Linked DNA regions of Oryctolagus cuniculus: region 1 is linked to region 2. The links are chromatin contacts, called in public Micro-C maps. All regions are on one chromosome and are shown on one strand. Each heading gives the region's core, a stretch centred on a gene start, on an enhancer-like site or on the middle of the called end of the contact. The rest is flanking DNA. Distances are from core to core; before and after follow the strand shown.

Region 1 (3,042 bases), core at 426-2,925, 42 kb after region 2:
CCCAGAAGAATGCAGGAGCCCGCACAATCTATGCACAGTCTTGGGGTGTTCCCGCGCTGCCTGCGGTCCGTCCGCGGGAAGGTTAAGAACTCCGTGAGAGGGGCAGGCGCCGGTGGTTGCGCGCGCCATCCAGCCGCCTGCGGGTGCCCCAGGACCGCGCCGGGGCTCCCTCCTGGCAGCCACCGGTGCTCTGCCCCCTACAGGAAGCTGCGCACAGCTCTGCGGCTCCCCTCGTCCCCCCCCCCCTCCGGCTTGGGACTTTTCCTAAAGTTTGTTGAAACCAGACACCTTGCTCCACCGAGCCCGCGTGCAGCCACGGTTTAAAAGGCCGCCTTCAGCGCCCCCTCCCCGCCCCCAGCGGAGACTTCAAAAGGCCCGGCGGGCGCCGCGGCCCCAGCACCTATGAGCCGCCCCCCGCGCCCGGAGCTCGCGCCGGAGCCCGAGGACGCAGAACGGCCCCAGTTCGAGGGCAGGCAGACCGGGCTGGCGGCACAGTCCCGCGCGCCCATGCCCCTCCCGGCGCCGCAGCGCTCCGCGCGCCCGCGCCCGGTTTAGGGAAGGGGACCACGCACCCCCGCCCCCGCGCCCGCGCCTGGGGCTGCGGGGACCCATGAATACAAATGCCGTTAGGCGCCCGTGGAAGAACCGACCGTCCAGCCTCGTGCTTAGGGACCCAGTAAGTGCCCGGGGCCCCCTGGAGCGCTGGGAGTACCCGGGTGGTTGCGGGAAGGTGCGCGCGCACGGAGCGAGCGCCCGGGCTCCCGCGCGCGGTGGGCGCCTGCGAGGGTGTGTGCGCGTGAGTGTGCACTTGAGTTTGTATGTGTGTGCACAAGGGCGCGCGGGTGTGCGTGTTGAGAGGATCTGGCCAGTACGGCGTGCATTTGTGTGTGTCAGCACTCGTGTGAGGAGTCCGAGTGCGCGCCCAAGTCAGACGTTCGCGGGTGTGTGCGTCGCGTGTGCTGCGCCTGCCTGTGAACGACTGTGTGTGTTGTGTCCGAGGCCCGGGCAAGTGTGCGTGCAGCGGAGTGCGCGCACCGGGGAGTGCGCGTGCGGATCTGCTGTGCACGAGGAGCGGAGGTGCAGGCAGAGTGAGGCTCTGGTCTCGGGGCCGCACTGGGCGGGTGTGGGCCTTTGCAGCGCGGCCGGGGTGAGGGTGCCCGCAGGACAAGTGGGCAACTCTGCGCCCCAGCGACTCGGGATTTGTTAAGTGTGAGTCCCGTTTCTGACCCAAGGGAGAGATGGAGCAAGAGAGAGAGAGAGAGAGAGAGAGAGAGAGAGAGAGAATATAACCCATCCTGGACGCTCCGGCTCTGGGAGCGCAACCTTTCGGATGGAGCTCCGGAGTTAGGACATTGGGTGCCCTGGACGGCTGGACACCACGTCCTGATCCCGGATCTGTCCCTACAACTCCTCTTCTCCTGCACCCCGTGTCCCCCCCATCCCCCCAGTTCGAGGACCGCCAATCTCGCAAGTCACACCTTCCGCCGAGTCTCAGGACTCTGGTGCATGGTTGCAGCCGTGCGCAGCCCTTTCTCGGAATCTGTTTCCCGGTCTGCGCCAGCGGGGAGGGGAAGGGTGTCCCCGTGGGGCTGTCGTGGGCCGCCGGAGGTTGTGTCCCCGGCTGCGGCCGGCAGGGGGCAGCAGCGGGCAGCAGAGGGCGGCCCGGCGCGGGGAGGAGGGACAGTGGAGAGCTGCCGCGGGCCGAGACTTTAAATCGCCTTCATTTCCCCCAAATCCTTCCTTTTCCTCTCCTCCCCCAGGCCGGCGGGGAGGCAGCTTCCACCGCCCTCCGCGCGCCCTCGCCCGGACTCACTCTGCCTCCAGGGACCGCCGGCAGCCCGCCTCCAAAAGTTGGATCATTTTTCTCTCTCTCTTCTTGCTTCTTCCCTTTCGGTGGAAGCAGCAAAAGAGCGAGGCAGGGGCGAGCGCGCCGCCGGGACTCCTGGGACCATGGGCCTGGCGCGGGCGCCCGCGGGGCCCCAGCCGCGCTGCCCGCCTGCTTGGGCGCTCCTGGGCGCCGGGCTGCGCTGGGGGCGCGGGGGCCGCGCGCTCTGAGCCGGCCTGGCGCGGCGGGGCGGGGGGCTGGCGGCCCCATGGGGCGCGCCCACAGTTGCCCCCTGGACTCGCGAGCATGAAGTAGGGGCCTGCCATGGGCGCGGGATTGGCACCGGGGGCCCGAGGCACAGCTGCGGCGGAGGCACGCGGGGGGTGAGTACGCGCTCCGGGACGCCCCCTCCCCAGCTTGCTGCGGTGGCGATCTGGAGACGGCTGGAGTTCCCCGCCGCGCCGGACGCTGGCAGCCGAACGTCAGCTTCCTGTCCCTTCCTGCGTCCCCGCGGGCCGGGACGCTAAGGGTTAACAGGGGGCTGCGCCCCCGGCCGGGCGAGGGGTGGTGAGCACCTCCCACCCTGCCGCGCCTGGCTGGGCTGCCGATCCCGGCGGGGCGGGGGCCCAGCTGGGGAGGGTCCGTAAATGGCCAGCCCTGGGGTCGGGGTGGGGGCGGGTGGTGGCGCCCGGAGCGCGCGGCGGGGGCCAGAGGGGGCGTTAGGTTGCGCGCGCGGGGGCGGGGGGGTGGTTCTGGGTTTTGCCTGTCTCGGTGTGTTCCGGTGGCTCCCGGTGTGCGGATCCCGGGCGGCTGGCTCTCGGTTTGCATGTGTTCCCGTGAAACCGGCTGCGCGTCTCTGGGTCTCCCGGACTCCGGCCTCTCCCATCTCGGTGTCTGTGTGACTCGGCACGTCCCCCGCCTTTCTGCAAATCTCCGTGTGTGTGTGTGTGTGTGTGTGTGTGTGTGTGTTTGCCTGGGTCAGGGGTCGGTGTTTCCTGGCTTCTCTGGGGCAGCTGTCCGTGCCTGTCCCTTTCCCGCCTACGGCAGAAAGTGAGAGCCTGCATGTCCCCAGAGGGGGTCACCGAGAGGAACCCCTGATCGGGGCCAGAGCCGGGCAGGGCATCTCCGCGGAGGCTTGCCGGGTAGCAGTCGTCAGCCTGAGCCAAGTCACCCAGTGTGGGAGTGCGTGGAGCCAGCGAGGCCGGGAGCAGCCCTCC
Region 2 (2,712 bases), core at 89-2,588:
GGCCTGTTGTGAAATTCTCCAAACCGAGCTCGCTGAAATCTTGAATGAAACCGAGCGTGTGGGCCAGCGGACTCATTGCAAACACTCCCCCGCAGCAGAGACCCCAAGGGAGCTCCGGGTAGCTGCCGCCCCCCCACCCCCATTTCACAGATGGGGAAACCAGAGGGGGCGGGGCCAGGCTGCCGCAGCCGCTGCCTTCGTGGAGCAGGGCGGGAGACTGTCCCCCCCCCCCCGCCGTGGGCACCGCCCCGGGGGGCCACGCTGTCCCCTGAACCCCGGGCTCTTCTCCTTCCTGGTGGAGACTGGCGGCCAGGCCAGGCTTCCCGCCGGACCTGGGGCATTGAGACAGTGGGGATGGCTTCCCAGTGCCCCGGACAGGGGTGGGGCGCAGAGCAGCACGTGTGGAGAGGAAATGAAACGCCCCGAAGCCAGTTCCATCTCCCGGGAAAGATGGGCCCCCGCGACTCGGGTTCCCGGGGCGTCCAGGATCTCAGTCTTCTCCCTGGGAGCGCCCCGCAGCCACGCGTCTCCTCTAAAGCTGTACCTGCTGAGACGCATTTGTTCCGCCTCCTGTGCAATGGTGCCTTGTGTGCCGGGACTTTCTGCATCAGAGGGCCGAGAGTTGAGATGTATTGAACAATGGGCACGTTGTTCCCCACGCTGCTTTAACCGAGTGTCACGGCAGCCCCCTGGGACTGGCACAACGATGCCCCCATTTCACAGATGAGGAAACTGAGGCTCAGAGATGCTCAGGAACTCGCTCAAAGTCGCAGTGGCGGAGGGGCGATGTGTCTGTGGCCGGAGCTTGGGGTCTGTCCCCCACTCCCAGAGGCCTCCTCTGGGGAACTGTTCTGCGAGGCTAACCCTCTTGTCTTCAACACAATCTGTCTTAGCTTCGCCATCCCACTGCTTTGCCTTCTTTCCTGGGAGGGTGGTGCACCAGGGCTTTTCAGAAAAAGAATCGAATAAAACACTGTGCATGAGTTCCAAAGGATTTTTGTTTTTGCATCAAAAGCCACACCTATCTTGAAATCCATTCTTCCTCCCACAGACTTTCAAAGTCCCCCTAGGAGCCCCAGGAGCTCCATCTCGGCTTCAGAGTCGACTGGAGCCTGTAGCCCCCCCCAGGGGGGTCTGGTGGAGTGGTTTGGGAGGGGCAGGCGGGGCCTGGGTGCTGGGACAGTGGCCCAGGTGACTCCCAGGCCCAGGCAGGGCTGACTCACGGGGGTCTCGGTTTTGCCTGCTGACCAAAGCCAGCCAGCCAGCTCTGTACTGGGCTCCATGCCGGCTGCTGGCACGCCGGGGGAATCCTGAGATCTTGCTTCTGTTTCCTCAGTGCACCCACTCTTCTCTTGGGACCAGATGTCCTCGTGAGCCACCTCCCTGTGGTTCCCAGCTTCCTCTTTGCCTTTCCAGCCGGGAATCCACTGAGACATTGGCGTAGGCTGCATGGGGCGGACCGGCTGCAGCCTCTGCCCTGGGAACCCTTGGAGAATTTTCCAGACTCCCCAGGCTGTCCGACACAGGAGGGGCAGCTGCACGCTGACTTGAATGTTAGCTCGGCATACCCCAAGCCCCTACCACATGCTGGGTCACAACCCGGTGCTAGGGGCCCAGTGTGTCACTTGGGTGTGAACGTAGAGCGGCTGCCTCCTCCTGGATTGGGGTGGGAGCTTTCCTCTGAGGACTCACAGCCTCCCACTCTTATCAGCCCCCACGATCTCACTCATTTGGCAGGGGTGATGGGGCAGGTGTCATCATCTGTCTGTCCCCTAGGTCTCTAAGCTCTCGGAGGGCAGAGACAGGTGGGAGAATATGAAGAGGTGGGCGGGGCATGTCTGTTAAACTCGAAGCGGCAGGTAGAACAGAATGCCAAGGGCACCCTGGAGGGCTGGGGCGAGCAGGAGCTGGGCCTGCGACAGGCTTAAGAGGGCTAGAAATCGGGGCAGGCAAAAGAGAACAGCACAGGCAAAGATAGCGGTGGAGCAAGTTCAAGGTTTGGTTGTTGCTGCGTGGGAGGGAAGGCTGGGGGAGCGTGGGCTCATACTCCATGCTGTTGGAAGCCCGGGACACAGTCCTGGCTGCACACGCCTCCAGGCACGGCTCCACGCAGCTCTCCAGGGGAGCGGAGCCTTGGGCCACCCCCTCCCCCGGGCTCTTCCCAAGAAGTCCCACCCACCCTATCAGCCAGGGACACGGAGTTCCCCAGGCCTGGGCCAGTGCCAGGCCTTGCGGGCTGAGTGGCCGCTCAGGCAGCTGGGGTGCCGGAACGTGGAGCTGAGACTTCCACCAAAGCTGGCAGCCAAATCCCAAAGCTGGGCCGGACAGGAAGCAGCAGCGCGGCCCCCACTGCCTGCTCTGCTGCCCCAGCGAGCGACGGTCCCCAAGGCAGGCACTGGGCCTCAGTGTCCCGGAGCTGAAGGGCAAGGGGAGGGCCTGTGGCCGGGAGCTGAGACCCCACGGAGACGGGCGCACACAGCCCAGAGAGGCAGCCCCCTCCCCAGCTCTGCACCCCTTCCTCTCTCCTTGCTGGCCCCTCCCCCATGTGGAAGGAGGCCTCCCCTCCCCCGCCCCCTGCACACAGACCCCCACCCCGGTGGGGGTGCTACAGGACCCCTTCCCGCCTGCCCTGCAGGCAAGGCTCTGTTTGCTAGGACTCTGACTGCTGGTAACTTCTAGCACGGCTTCCGCCCCTGCCTGCTGGTCCTGCAA

The links. Hi-C and Micro-C count contacts between places; a contact is called where the count stands out from the background.
Region 1: a Micro-C map of ear pinna shows a contact between it and region 2, with 5 times the contacts expected there. The contact joins the promoter of COL27A1 here to the enhancer-like site in region 2. A contact is called at or near these places in 3 of 6 Hi-C or Micro-C datasets (ear pinna, psoas muscle and an unstated tissue).

Annotation. Positions count from the first base shown.
Region 1 is chr1:217,701,689-217,704,730 of mOryCun1.1, forward strand. COL27A1 (collagen type XXVII alpha 1 chain) reads left to right here and starts at 1,676. Exons shown (of 60, transcript XM_051842719.2): 1 at 1,676-2,208. The coding sequence starts at 2,150.
Region 2 is chr1:217,660,048-217,662,759 of mOryCun1.1, forward strand. No RefSeq gene overlaps it. Among named protein-coding and RNA genes, the nearest start is that of KIF12, 12 kb to the left of the region's middle. Within about 2 kb of position 1,339, at least 1 of the 8 cell types and tissues checked has an H3K27ac peak or open chromatin away from gene starts, as enhancers often do.